3 separate regions of the Mus musculus genome follow, and all the other regions are linked to region 1. A link is a contact called in public HiCAR-type and promoter capture Hi-C data. All regions are on one chromosome and are shown on one strand. The core of a region is the stretch at or near the end of the contact, and the rest is flanking DNA. Distances in the headings are between cores, read along the strand shown.

Evidence for each region. Promoter capture Hi-C pulls out the DNA fragments that hold promoters and counts their contacts. HiCAR-type assays count read pairs that join an accessible place to other places.
Region 2: a HiCAR-type map of astrocytes shows a contact between it and region 1, with 3 times the contacts expected there. The contact joins the promoter of Med15 here to the promoter of Ap2m1 in region 1. A contact is called at or near these places in 1 of 39 promoter capture datasets (pre-B cells) and 1 of 115 datasets of contacts at active chromatin or transcription factors (astrocytes).
Region 3: a contact with region 1 is called in a promoter capture Hi-C map of pre-B cells. The contact joins the promoter of 4933432I09Rik here to the promoter of Ap2m1 in region 1. A contact is called at or near these places in 1 of 39 promoter capture datasets (pre-B cells) and 1 of 9 other capture datasets (adipose tissue).

What each region holds. Positions count from the first base shown.
Region 1 is chr16:20,533,040-20,538,003 of GRCm38.p6, reverse strand. Ap2m1 (adaptor-related protein complex 2, mu 1 subunit) reads right to left here and starts at 2,524. Exons shown (of 12, transcript NM_009679.3): 1 at 2,403-2,524; 2 at 270-386. The coding sequence starts at 343. It overlaps Dvl3 (dishevelled segment polarity protein 3), which reads right to left. Exons shown (of 15, transcript NM_007889.3): 15 at 3,991-4,964.
Region 2 is chr16:17,720,199-17,725,162 of GRCm38.p6, reverse strand. Med15 (mediator complex subunit 15) reads left to right here and starts at 2,216. Exons shown (of 18, transcript NM_033609.3): 1 at 2,216-2,407. The coding sequence starts at 2,340.
Region 3 is chr16:18,211,100-18,216,063 of GRCm38.p6, reverse strand. It overlaps 4933432I09Rik (RIKEN cDNA 4933432I09 gene), which reads left to right and starts at 2,201. Exons shown (of 3, transcript NR_015575.1): 1 at 2,201-2,227; 2 at 4,866-4,964. It also overlaps a transcript of Ccdc188 not described here.

The sequences.
Region 1 (4,964 bases), core at 1,275-3,774:
ACACACACACTAACTACACCCACTGGAGAGAGTGCTCCCTTCTAAAAGGAAGACCAGGCAAAAGCACCTGGTCTTCAGCCACCAGACCTACCCCAAAGACACAGGGAGCAGGAAGGGCAGGGATTCCTAACCCTAGGGGGTGGAGGTGTCATTCCGAGGCCTGGAGCCTAGCAGCTAGGCCAGTGCCCAATGGGAACCAGGCTATATTGCATGCTCAGGCTGAGGCAACAGGGAGGTTGAAACACAGCATGCTCAGTCAAGGGACTTACCCGATGTCATCTCTGTAGACCCGGGAGATAAGCACCTCCCCCTTGTGATTATAGATGAATAAGCCTCCGATCATGGTGGCAGCTCAGTCTCTGTGACCCATTGCTCTGAGAACAGACCTAGGTAGGAAAGGGGAGGGGGGATTAGGGAAAGGGGAAATCTTTAGAACCCGTCCACGCCAATGGGGCTGTACAGGCCCGCCTTGTTTCCTGACTCAGTCCTCTAGCAAGTGACTCCCAAGTCCTCCGCAGCCCTCCCGAGGCTCCAGTTCCTGTTTTTCCACACTGGATAGGGGACAGCACTTTAAGAGTGTGAGGCCCGGGGATTTAGGCCATTTTTATCCAGCCTTTTCTGAGGGCTGAGGAAAGTAACCACAAGGCCGAGCTCAGCCCCCTACTGTGCACTCTCACTCCTGCTGCTTCCAGTGAGTCACAGAGAAGGCCTGCCTGCAGATGCAGGAATGGCGTGGCGGGAGGGATTACTCTAGTTGGCTTGAGCCTGGGCCTGCCACCAGGCATAACCTTTAGAGCAAGCATTACCCTTCCAAGAAGGCAACGGAGCATGACCCTCTAGAAGTCTACACATTCCAGGAAAGGGTGTGCAGGGTGAGGTGGGGCTGGGAGGGAAGAGGCCCTTAGGCTCTAACACAGAGCCAGGAAGGTGGCTGAAGCAGGCACATCTTTCCCAGGCAGAGAGATAAGCAGACAAAGGAACAGAGGCCCGCTTAATAAGTTCTTTAAAAGATTTCATTTTTACCGACACACAGGTACATGCCAGTGTGCTGTATGTGTGGAAGCTAGGTGTTAGACTGAACACTGCCCTCCACCCCTCAAGCCTGAGTTAGGGTGGTACTGAGCCAAATGACATGTGCCGGGACCTGAACTCAGGTTTTCTGGAAAAGCAGTAAGAACTCTTCAATGCTGAGCCCCTTTTACAGTTATTTCTGGTTACTGTCTTTTCAAAATTTCTAAGTGTGACAAAAATTAGGTCTGTATGTAGTAGCATTAATCCTGCCATCTAAATTGTGTCTCCAAATCTGCCAAGTCAGTCACTTCTGGCCTGGTGTTTACCAAGCAATGGGCAGGGATAACAGAATGCCTCGACTGCCCAAATTATTTTGGTCAAAATTAAGGTAGAATATTTGAGTAACGGGGTTAATCTGGTTCTAGATTTCTGGATTAGTCCAGATATTAATTTCACTGAGGTTAGTTTAACAGACTTTTTGAAACTGAAAAGTTAACCCTTGAAGCCCAGTGACAAGTCCAAAGAAGGTGAGAAAGAAAATGCAAAATGGAGGTTGAGCGCTGAGCAAAGGACCAAGTCCACAGGTATCAACCTCGGGTGGGGGATGGTGTGTGTGACCTCGGGGGGGGGGGCGGTGTGTGTGTGTCCTGGACGAAAATGCAATATTTAGTTAAGGAAAGGGTTAGCTGGAATTGCTAGCAAAAGACCAGGATGACCCCAAAGCACCAAATACAGCTGTGGGAGTCCCTAAAGGTCTCCTATGGCAAAGGTCATAGGAGCTTGGGAGGAGCGAAAAACAGCGAAAAGAGATAGACAAGAAAAAGAGAAAGCTGAGAGACAGGGCCTACTCTTCTGTTAGTGAAGCATAGGGGGCTGGTGGAGTTTTTCTCAGCTGAGGGAGGAGAAGACATCTAGGCCCGGGAGATGTCACCACGGGATGCGGGGGCTGTCACAGGTCTGAGGTACAAGAGCCGTGGGGGTAAACCAGGAGGATGGAATCTCTCAGTGTTCGAGAGAGACCTGTCACTGTCCAAGGGAGTGGCACCAGGGGATGTCAATGTCCTGGGGGATGGGGAAATAGGAAACCCCGGGGTTGAGCGGTTGTCAGGATTCTAGGGATGGGGCGCCGCGCGGCGTCTCCCGCTCTAGGATTCCAGCCCTAGTCTCTTCCCGGAGACGCCTGGCGGGTCACTGGAAGGCGTTGCTCCCCGCCCTTGCTGCAATCGCGCCCAAGGCACCCCCGCCCGGTTGTCTACTCCCTCCCGGGTCTGAAGGCTGAGGCCACTCCCCGGTGCGGGCAGTTTTCCACCCAGCACCGTGCAGGGCAAGGCAGGCTACCACAGCACCCTCGTCGCCTGATAAGGACCTCTAAGTCAAGCCTCCCAGCTCACCTGGAGTCAGCAGCCCCCACAAGGCCGGCCTGGCCACTCTCGGATCCCAAGATGTCCGCCCGCCCCCAGCTCGCCTGTCTGCTGCCTCGGCTTTCACTGCAGTGCTCCCGCCCCACCCCGCCCCGATCGCAGCTGCGCCTGCGCGCTCGCCTCCAGCGGCGACTACAAGTCCCGTCAGTCCCCGCAGCTTTCAAGCTGACACATCTGAGCGCCCTAGGCTCAACAAAACTACAACTACCGACAGCCTTCAAGACAGAGAAGACGTCAGCTTTAGTGCGCCTTGCAAGCAACACGTGTCGTGATACACTCCAACCATTGTTTGCTTCACTGAGAATCACGGGAAGTGTAGTCTCTGCGACCCTTCCTGTTCCTAGTTAAGTGGGGTAGCTTTAAGAGACCAAAGCTATTTGTCGAAACCAATTGTAAATTTTGAATTACTATAGTCTTTTATTGTCTCCAGATTTCGAAGACTGGCTACTTTACAAACACAACTTGGCATAAGCTTGTTACTGCTGAATTTACTGTTTTTTTTTTTTTTTAAACACCACGTTTGATTCTCCCAAACGTGTGTGTGTGTGTTTTTATATATATATATAAAATTTATTTGTATGTATTTTATATATATTCTAGGATTGGACTGATCCCTTTCTCAGGGATAATTATCCAAACAGAAAAGCTGGGAAGGAAGACAGCTAAACGTTAATGTTTTCCTCAGCTAAATCTGTGACTGTGGTGTGATGGTGACGTATGCCGTTAATTCCAGAGTTCTGGAGGCAGAGGCAAGAGCATCTCTGTGAGTTTGAGGCCATCCTGGTCTAAATAGAGAGTTTCAAGACAGCCCAGGCTACATAAGAGACCCCTTTTGCCCTCTACTCCAGTTTAGTTGGGCATGGGATTTTAAAATCCCATTTCTCCTTTAATCCCAGCACTTGGGAGGCAGAGGCAGGAGAATTTCTGACTTCGAGGCCAGCCTGGTCTACAAAGTGAGTTCCAGGACAGCCAGGGCTACAGAAAAACCCTGTCTCGAAAAAAAAAAAAATCCCATTTCTCAACTGTGCAGTGGTGGCACATGCTTTTAATCTCAGCACTGGGGCGGGGGGGGGGGGGGGGGTAGAGGCAGGCAGCACTCTGAGTTCAAGGTCAGCCTGGTCTACAGATCAAGTTCCAGGACAGCCAGGGCTACAAAGAGAAACCCTGTCTCATAAAAACAAAAAAGGAGAGAAAAGATTTCCTATGATATCCAAACTGAGAGAATGAGGAAGAGCCAACCTGGACACAAACAGCTGTCTGATTATTGCCAAATCAGGAAAATTTGGTTTTTCTCTCAGGAGACAGAGACATCCTGCTGCCTAAACAGGCCAGAGACTTCTATGGCAGAAAGGAAGTGGGTGGGTGCTTAAATCTGGTTGCTAACCCTACTATTCCTAGCAATCTCCTTCTAAGTAGCGAAAACCCAAAAACTTCTAACTCCTGAACTATCATTCAAGGCTTCATATCTATCTTTGCAAAGGTTTTCTCTTCCCAATATACCCTAAAAGTTTGCTGGTTTAGAGTAAATTAATAATAATAATAATAATAATAATAATAATAATAATAATAATAGCTACCATTTATTGAGCACCTACTCTATTGTGTGCCAGGCACTGTGCTAGGCACTTTTCGTACAATATCTAATTCCTCACAACAACCCTGTGAGGTAGGTATTATTATCATCATTTTACATATGGGAGGACTGAGGCTCCAGAGAGGTTAAATAACTCTTTTACACAACCAAAAATGAGAGCTGGAATTCAAGCCCAAACCAACTTGACTCCAAATCCCATGCTCTGTAAATTAAGAAAGGGAGAGGAACAGCTGAACTTCAGAGTGTCAAGAGTAGAAGGGTGTGTGATGCTGACTAATACCATGTAGGTGTAGCTTGTAACGAAGGTCACCAGGACAGGAATTCAAGAGGAATAATGCTTGACTATTATGGACATGCCTGTGGAGATGTCCAGTGGGTAATAAAAACAGGTCTAAAGAGAGGGGAAGCTGGGGTTGGAGATCCAGATTTAGAAGTGGCCAGCATATCAACAGCTTAAGAAGAGAATGGCTGACACTATCATGGGAGTGGGAAAGGAGGAGATGTGAGCCAAAGACAGGATGACAAGGGTACTGGCGTCCAGCGCACAAGTGAGCACTGACGAGGGATTCTCAAGATCACAGGAAAAGGCAGAGTTAGAGAGAACCGAAGACAGCTAAGATCAAATCATGCTTCTAACATAGCCCTTTGTTCATTAAAATCCCAGAAAAGGTGTTAAACGGATGAATGAATGGCAAAACAGCCCTACTTCAAGTTGCCCCCAAACCTGGACTAAGGACATCCTGATGGGGGGAGACATTTGCTGGGGCATGCTAGGCAGACACTACAGAGCTATGTTCCCAGCTGACACCCTTGCCCTGAAGAGTTAAGAGTCTGGATAAGTCAGAGTTTATATAGCAGAGTTTTAAAGAGAAATTTGTGATTTAAGGTAGAAAACAATTTTCAAAATAACTGGAGCTGTTTGGAAGTCCCAGTTGTCT
Region 2 (4,964 bases), core at 967-3,466, 2.8 Mb after region 1:
GGGCCGGAGTGAGCAGGGCCCACCGGAGCAAACAGAGGTTCTAAATTCAATTCCCAGCAACCACATGAAGGCTCACATCCATCTGTACAGATACAGTGTACTCATATACATAATAAATAAATAAATAAATAAATAAATAATCTTTAAAGGAAAGAAAGAAAGGAAGGCAGGAAGAAAGGAAGGAAGAAAAAAAGGAAGGAAGAAAAAGAAAGGAAGGAAGAAAGGCATGTACCACCATGCCTGGCTTTCCTATTCTTAAAAAAAAAAAAAAAAAGATTTAGATAAAGAACCTGAATTAGCTTTCTCCAGCTGTACTGCCAAATTTTGCCTCTCAAGGACTGGGATTAAAGTGGTGTACCACCATGCCTGCATCACCATGCCTGTATCACCATCACCGTGCCTGCACCACCAAGCACCACCATGCACCATCATGCATCACCACGCCTTCATCACCATGCACCACTATGTACTACCATGCCTGCACCACCATGCACTACCATGTCTTCATCACCATACACCACCATGCCTGAACCACCATGCTTGCACCACCATGCACCACCATGCCTCCACTACCATGCACTACCATGCACCACCATGTCTTCAGCACCATACCTGCACCACCATGCATCACCACGCACCACCATGCTTGGTGGTTTTGAATTTTCTTTTTAAGTTTTGTCATACTCAGTTTTTTTTTTTTTTTTTTTTTTTTTTTTTTTTTTTTTTCTTTTTTCCGGAGCTGAGGACCGAACCCAGGGCCTTGGGCTTGCTAGGCAAGCACTTTACCACTGAGCTAAATCCCCAACCCCCATACTCAGTTTTTTAAAGACTTACTTATTTTATGTATATGAGTATATTGTAACTGTCTTCAGACACACCAGAAGAGAGCAATAGATCAATGCTCTTAATGGCTGAGCCATCTCTCCAGCCCCCACACTCAGGGGTTTTTTTTTTTTTTTAGATTTATTTATTTATTTATTTCATGTATATACTGTAGCTGTCTTCAGATATTCTGGCACACCAAAACAGTACATTGGATGTGAGCCACCATGTGGTTGCTGGGAATTGAACACAGGACCTCTGGAAGAACAGTCAGTGCTCTTAACCTCTGAGCCATCTCTCCAGCCCTGACACTCAGTTTTTAATTCATTTGTGTTTAAGACTTTTCCAAAGGCCAAAAGTTTTTTTTTTTAAAGGGTGCTTTCTTCTATAATAATAAACACATGTATTTTATTTATTTCTTTATTTGTCTATTTATTTATTTATTTTGGGGTTCATTTTGGGTGTTGTTTGTTTTTGTTTGTTTGAGACAATGTGTCTCTACATAGGCCCTGGTTGTCCTGGAACTCAGTATGTAAACCAGGCTGCCTTGAATTCAACAGAGATCTGCCTGCCTCTGCCTCCCAAGTGCTGGGACAAACAAAGTTCTAAAATGAGGCCTTACATATTGTTGGAAAAAATGAAGACTTACAAAATTGGTTAGTTACCTTGTAATCTCTACTCTAAACTTAAATCATATAAACATTGAAAGGTGAACTCGAGACACATAAGCCCAGCAACAATTATCCACTTAGACCAAAATGTCCTGTATTAAGGGATGCACCACTAAGAAGCAAGGAATATGAACCACAGAGAAAACATTAACAGAAATAATGCTTTTGCTTTCCTTTTAAATATGGAGCTTAATGATTCAATGAGCAGAGATCCTAAACCTAACATTGCTTGTTGGTGAAATACTAGCTTTATTTTGATGACTGTAGAATGTACATATACTTATGTACACTTAACATATGTTAGAAATTAAAATCTCAATATTTAAATACCAAATTTATTTAAAATACCAAAAATATGTTATACATTAGCAATTATCCCAACACTGGCAACAAAATATACATAGACTCTGTATGTGTGTCTGTGTGTGGTGTGTGTGTGTCTATGTGTCCGCATGTGTGTCTCTCTCTGTCTCTGTATCTGTCTCTGTGTCTGTCTTTCTGTCTCTTTTTTCTGTCTTTCTCTCTGTTTCTGCCTCTGTCTGTGTTTCCGCCTCTGTATCTCTGTCTCTCCCTCTGTGTCTCCCTCTCCCCCTCTCCCCCTCTCCCCCTCTCCCCTTCTCCCTCTTCCCCTCTCCCCCTCTCCCCTTCCTCTCTTCCTCTCTCTTTCTGTGGCGCGCATGCGTATACAAAAGCAAGACTTCATTTCCCACAATTCTTCCTGTACTTCCGGCGTGGCCCAGTAGCGGGATCGCTCGGCTTCCGGGTTCGGGCCTGTCGCTGTGGTAGAGGCGGCGGCGCCGGGGGTGGCCGGTAGGGACTCGGGCTACAAGAGTAGGGGCTCCGGGCATGGACGTTTCGGGGCAGGAGACCGACTGGCGTAGCGCCGCCTTTCGGCAGAAGCTGGTCAGCCAAATGTGAGTGTGGCCTGGGGCAAGGACCGGTGGTCGGACCTTCCGGGCGGGGAGGGTGAGGCCGGGCTAGACCCGCTCTTGACCCTGGTCAGAAGCTGCGGTGTCCGCTGGGTGCCGGGGACGTACAAGGGTCCTCCTGGAGTCTCTCTGGCCTTTCTCGGCAGACAGGGACTGCTGGCTAGTTTTTCTGGGGAGGAACTCTGCAAACCCAGCTAGTGCCCTGGCTAGTGAGTCATCGTCCTGAGCCGCCTCGTCATTTGTGTGCAGATTTTCCTTTGCTTCGATTCGCACCGAATATAGAAAGAGAATGAGGCAGCCAGAGATTTTACACGGGTGCCGCGTGGCTTCTTTTATAAAATAAATAAATAAAACGAAAACCACATCAATGAGTTGGAGGAGGCTGGAAGGAAGGTAAATTGGAAGATTGATGTGTTTGGGTTGTAGGCAGTGGAATAGAAGAGTGCTCCGGTTTCTTCCACAAGGTGTGTCAACTTGGCCAAAGGGTAGCAGGAAATAGCTGTGGGAACTTCGGGAGTGAAGGGCAGGGATGCCCTCTGCCCACGGAGCACTGCAGAGTGCTTGTTGCACTTAGCCATTTTACTGAGTTTCCTAAAGTGTTCAGAAAATTGCCTGTGGCACAGCTTTTCCCCTGAGGGTTGGTACTGTCTGTCTGTAAAGAAACAGTACAGTCGTGCCAATGCTCAGTCATTTTTGTGGGTGCTAAAGTGTCAGTTGAGTAGACTGGAGCAGCCTCGAGTAGGTGACAGATTGAGCTCTAGAGAGAAAAGTAGGAGGGTGACAGGCCACCATTCCCAGCAGATGATTGTGAAAGCATCAGGATGGACGGCTGTAGGTGGAGAGTTCTGGGTCTTTGAAGCAAAGTAGTCAAGGATACATCATGAGGATGAGCAGATGCTGGCATGGTTAGTGTTGGGTGTTTTGGGCAAACAACTTGTACCCGTGGTTTTTTGTTTGTTTGTTTGTTTGTTTTTTAGTTTTTCGAGACAGGGTTTCTCTGTGTAGTCCTGGCTGTCCTGGAACTCAGAAATCTGCCTACTTCTACCTCCCAAGCGCTGGGATCACTGCCCGGCCCTTCCTCCAGTGTTTTACACGTGGTCTGCCTTGAGGTGGTGCAGCATTAGTGTTGGGAAGGCCCCTGAGTCCCTGGAGATGAATTAGGGACCCAAGAGAGGCCAAATAGGCAATTTGGGGAGTTTTTTTCCTTTGGAAGGGTTGGTGGGGGTTCTGTCTTTTTTTCATTTAGATCATATGGTCTCATGAGTTGATTGTAGAAGACTTGGTTGGCAGAGATCATAAAGACCAGTATTAAGTGCTGAACTTGAAAGAGGAAGACAGATTCCAGAGAAAGAGGAATGAATATGTGGACAATTGGTGACTAACTGGATGGAGGGGGTGGGGTGGGGTGGGGTGGAGTGAAGCAATGGACTAAATCGGGGAAGCATCAGTACAGTGGAGGGAGTGGGTACTGTGTCAGTGGCTTGGTACCGCCGCACAATAACCCTTGCACGGTTTTGCAGACAGTTCAGCAAACAAGTGTTTTGTTTCTTAATTGTTTTAGATTTAATTTATTTATATGAGTGTTTTGCTTGCCTGTATATAAGTGAACCATGTATATCTGATGATGTCAGAGGTCAGAAGAGCGTATAAGATTCCCTGGGATTGGAGCTACAGGGGGTTATGAACTGCCCTGTGAATTCTGGGAATCGAACCTGCTTCTTCTGTAAGAGCTCAGTGTGAGTGCTTCTAACCTCTGAGCCAAGTCTCCAGCCCACAAGTGCAGTATTGATGTACTTGAGTTATCTCTAAGTGAAGTCTTGAGAAATGGTCTGAGCTCCAGGGCAAGGATTCTTTGGGAAAGCCCAGTACAGTGGATCTGGAAGAGCAAGTTGTTATCACAGACAGTAGGGGAGAGCTGCAGAAGTATCTGAGGTCTGAGGGAAGACTGAAGTATACTGGATACACTGTAATGCCTTGTGAGTCCTGAGGTGCTTTCTACCTCTGTAAGATACTGCACTTGTATATTATTTTGTTTTGCTGTAATAACAATTACCATGCACTTAGCATCTTAAACAACACAGATTTATATTTGATCTTTTTTTTTTTTATGTCAGAGGCTCATGTAAGATTTGGTAGGTGTTAGTTTCAGGGTTGAAATCAATACGATGGCAATATACACATTTTTTAAATTTATTATTTATTTTTTTTATTTTTTTGGTTTTTCGAGACAGGGTTTCTCTGTATAGCCCTGGCTGTCCTGGAACTCACTCTGTAGACCAGGCTGGCCTTGAACTCAGAAATCTGCCTGCCTCTGCCTCCAGAGTGCTGGGATTAAAGGCATGCGCCACCACTGCCTGGTAATTACATTTCTTGATGGAACCTTTGGAACAGAATCTGCTTTCAACTCCATTCAAGTTGCTGTCCAAATTCTATTCCTTACACTTGTAAAACTGAGGTATCCTCTTTCCTGCCTATTTGTCAGGGGCCAGTTTTTGTTCCTGGAGGTTGATTGTATCTTGTGCTTTCTTTGTGGCCTAGTCTA
Region 3 (4,964 bases), core at 952-3,451, 2.3 Mb after region 1:
GCACAAGAGGCCAGAGAGCGGCTACAGCTTACCCCAGCTGCATTCATTCTACAGTAAAGCCCTTTAAAAACACAAACACAAAGAACACACTAAACTAAATGAAAGTGTCCTATCATAAGTGCGGTAGCAGTCAGCACAGGCATTTATTGCCATGTTGCAGTACTGGGCTCTGTATGCGTGCTCCGCACTGTCTTCCACTGACCATGCAGTGGTGTACTCTTGCCCTCCCAGCACAACGGTGAGGGATATGTTATATCATGATGCCAACAGCATAAGTAGTTGATGTGACATTTTCTTAGCAGTGATGAGCATGACACCCAGGGCTTTGCACATGATAAGCAGGCATCTACCGCTGAATTATTCTTCCATCCTTGGTATTAAATATTGTCTGTCTGTCTGAGGAATACTGATGTTTTAAAATTAAGTCACTTACTTTACACCCCATCACAGCTCCCCTTCTCCTGCCCCTCCGTCCTATTATGCATTCTTATGATTCTTATGGGAGCACATATTGCCTATAATTGACCAAAGGATTATGTAACACATGAGGATTTTTTTTTGACAAGTTTGAATCTCACTGGTCATACTTTTTCATCGCTGGAGGTCACTGTGAGCCCCTCAGTGCCTCTTCCTTTTCAAGGTACCCTGTTCTTTTTTTTTTTTTAGGATGCAGCGGTTTTGGAGAAGGACAAGACCTTTTGATGACGACTTTTTCTTTTCCCCTTATGGTTCTTTGGTTCTGTTTTCCTTTATTCTTGATCACTTCCCAGCAGATACTCTTCAAATAAAAACCTGTTTGGGGTTTTTTTTTTTCTATCTCTGTTTATGAAGGAGTTCAGAAAGCTAAAAGGTATTTTTTTTTTCTGTTAAACCATAGGGAGGTCCAGGTTGAAGCAGGAGGGCCTCTTGCCATGCATATCACTGCTCCAGCTCTGGTATCTGGAATGATGAGACCTAGGGAGTTTGCCAAGGAATTCTGTTGACAGCTGCCATAATCAGTACTGGAGTCCAAGCTTGTCTGCAGCCAGTTCCTGCTTCCCAGCCACTTGTATCCCGAGTTAGCTGAGTCCCGCTTTCAGTTTGCTGAAGTCCCTTACAGACTAACGGCCGGTCTCCTGTTGTCTTGCAGACCTGGAATGAATACCCATCAGGGGCCACTGAAACCTGTGGCGGAGGAGCTGGTGTGCGCTACAATGAGAGCTCCGGTGGGGCCCAGCTGGCACACAAGCTGGAGTCCTGCATTTTTCCAGTATGGGATGCATCTCTACACTCAGTACAGACTGAGGCTGGCAGTCACACTAGAGGAGAGGCCTGGAATTGCCCCAGCATGCCCTACGGCACTCAGAAGCTGCCCACTCTGGTCCCTGGAGGGGCTTCTAAGCCCTCTGCCTGTTGGTTTCTTTCTGGGGTTTCATGGTTACCAGGATATGATGATCTCAGAGGTGGGAGCCCAGGAAGGCCCTTGGATGGCTTTGGAATGGGGTGGCTTCAGCAAAGGCCCTGAGTAGCTGACAGTGGTGGTCGTGGTGTCTTTGTTCTATATTCTGAGTCTCCAGACTTGGTAAGGGCCCAGTAGATACTCAGGATGCTGTCCTGTTAGTACCACACAAAGGCTGCAGGCTAGGATCCTCAGGTCACAGCTCCAAGTGCTCAGCGTGGGCTACAGTTACTGAGCAGCCGTGGAAGGACTGAGGGCACTTCAGGTGCTCATATGTTCTGAGACCTTAGGTGCCTACCTTAACCCGAAACCCAATGTTCTCTGATCACCTTACCTTTGTTGGGCTGTGCCCTATCTGGAAGGCTGGTTTCTTTCAGACAGCCCCGAAGACGCCTCCCCCTTTTCCACGGTCCTTGTATGCTCTTGATCTCCAGAGAGTCCTGAGAGGTGAGGGAGTCTAGTAGGAGAGAAGAGCCCCAGGTCTGCCGTGTAGCTGGTTCCGCATGAGCATGAGCTGTGCTAGCATGTTAAATACCCTACAGATTGGTGTGTTGGGTTGGGTGAGGGTCTGTGTGGAGCCCCGAGGCTGCACTGGGTGGGAGTGCTAGGATGATGCAGACTCGAAGACACACAGAGAGTGTGGGACACTAGAGTGTGCTGTGAGGAGCTAGAGTGGCCCTAGCCCCTGTTGCTAGGCAGCGCATTTCCCTGGACACCAGTTGCCATGGCAGCCGCTTCCTGCCCATGTTGCCATGACACCCAGATGGCCTTGAGGAGCCTGAAGTGGTGGTAAGGGGCTAGCTATCCAGACACACTCACACCACCCTTCCCCCCAGCCCGGCTGGTGCCTAGGGGATGCTGAGGAGAGGAGAGAGGACAGGCTATGTTATCCAGAGCCGCTTGCCTACAGCTGGCCTGAGATGAAGTCAGGGGCTAAATGGGCAGATTCTACTCTCCTTACTATGGCCTTGACACTCAATGACCCATGCTCATTACAGGGCCTGAGTAGAACTCAGAGTCATAGAGCCAGCCACACCCATGAGAGATTCTCATTTCTGTATTTTTAACCTGGGCTTCTGGCCCTTACCCACCTAGTCTGTTCTCCACTTGCAGCCCCAAAGCACCCTGCGTAGGACTAGAGGATCCTACAGAACCTGGATGAATGTGTCTGGGGTTTCACAGGCATTCCTGGAGTGGCCTTGGGATTATTACCCTGTCATCCAGGACTCTGCCCAGTCCTTTCATCTCCTACCCAGGACCTAGGGTATGGCCTAGGCATGAACTCTCCTTTGCTCTGTTAGAGAGGCAAGATGACACTTGGCTCTGAGTCACAGCCTGTGACCTTCCAGGTGGCAGAGGGGCAGATGAGGGATGAAGTGGTCTGTGTGATGAAGTCACCCCAGGGCCAGAAGGTAGGGGCTGCTAGGCCTCTCTGTTCCTGGCAAAGTAGACATGAGTTTCTGAGAGCTGTGTGACCTTCTCGGCCTTCTCCAGTCTGCAGGGAGTGGGGAGTGCAGAGCAAGCAGGGTCCTGAGACCATGGTGTGGGCAAAAGAAGGTCTCAGAGCTAGGCATGCTACTTCATGCTTGTGTGTATCAGGATTTTGTAAGGCTAGAGCAGGAGGATTGCCATGAGTTTGAGGCCAACCTAGGATGCACAGTAAAATCCTGTCTCCATGTCTTATCCCCACAAAGAGGGCACTAGGTGGGCTGGGTCCTTGAGGTCTTCTAGGAATTCCCAGCTCCAGAGGTTGAAGCTCTTGGAGGAAAGGCACACCCATGGGGCGCTCAGTACTGGACATGGACTTTCTGCTCCTAGAATGTATGTGGTGACAGGCTGTTTGCTCCTCTCTTCTGTGGTCACTCTCTGGAAGCCACTGCTCATATTTTTTTTAAAAAATGATTTATCTATTTTATGTGAGTACACTGTAGCTGTCTTTAGACACACCAGAAGAGGGCACTGGATCCCATTGGAGATGGTTGTGAGCCACTGTGTGGTTGCTGGGATTTGAAGTCATGGCCTCTGGAAGAGCGGTCAGTGCTCTTGGCCACTCGTATTTTTAACTTTAACAGTCAGAAAGACAGTAAGAGTGCTAAAGACAACCCTTGTGAAAGACACAGTCCCAGTAGACAGCCATCATTTCAGGATGTCGGGGGCTCTGAGGCCTTGTACTGGGAGGTGGCCTGCTGACCGCCATGCTGTGCTCCACTAGGCTGCTGAGCGTAAGCACCCCTGCCCAAGCTGAGGACCCTCTCCTTTCTTAGGAGTCAGATCTCGTCTCTTGTTACTTCCAGATGGACAGTGGTGTCCAGAAAGTCAGCATGAATGGGCTGCCTGGCGGTCAGTACCAGTTCACCTTACTGGGGCTAGAACCTGGGTTCTTATCTTTCCTGTTGTATTCTATCTGACCCCACTCTTGATAGATACTGGCCTACCTGTCAGCGCAGGCAACAGTGCCAGGCTATAAACTCCAAAGGCCTATTTCTGTATCCTGATGACATAAAGACCCTCAGGTTAAAGTGGGACTGTGAACAAATGAGAGAGATCACTTTAAGCTGCCAAAAGCTGGCTCCTGGCTTCGATGCTGATGGCAGGCAGAGCAGGAGTAGACTGCAGTTCCCAGACTTGCCACCAGATGGTGCCTCAACCCTGCACCAGGCACAGATACTTGGGTGGGAGCCAGCACCCAGGGTCGACAGGCTAGGAAGAAATTGAAGAGTCTGCCAGGCAGAAACTTGTGCCACGGACAGATCAGACACAAAGCATCCACCCCCACTTGGATCTGTGGTTTCCATGACGGGTAGCCATGTGGTCACAGCTCTCACTGGTTTGAGGGCGCTCCTTTTTTTATTGCTTAGCACAGTGAGATCCTGTCTCTGTGTCTTATCCCCGCAAAGAGGGCACTAGGTGGGCTGGGTCCTTGAGGTCTTCTGGGAATTCTCAACTCCAGAGGTCAAAGCTCTGGGAGGAAAGCTTAGTTTGAAGCAAATTATCCTAGACTTTCCCAGCACTGTACAGCGGTATTCCATCTGTCCTATGGGCAGCTCTGGATTGACCCACGTCTGTCACAGGCACTCACCAGTAGGATAGGGAGTCCCAGAGCTATGTGATCAGGGCAGGCAGGATGGTCCCAGCCAGCATGTGTGACTGCTGTAATACCAGGTCTTCGACACATTGGAGAAGGAGAAGGTCTAGTGTAGAGCCCCGAGCCTAGCCTGACATTTTCCTGCATTTTATCAGAACTTTCAGCCTTGGCCCTCTCAGCCCAGGTGACTAGGGCTTGGTTGATGTCTTCAGGCTCTGGGCAAGGTTCAACCCCAATCCATAGGGCAGGGCCAACAGTCTGGGCTGTGCCCTTCTGGGATGGAGTGGGAGTGTAAGATAAGCCCGTCTTCATACCCAAGTAGAATGTCCCTCTCATCCACAGACTCTAGTCTATCTGTGTGCTATGATGTGGTGCTGCCATGGATCCTCATCCCAGTGTAGTGTCAGTGACAGGAAGTGGACAGGATGCACGCTGTCATAA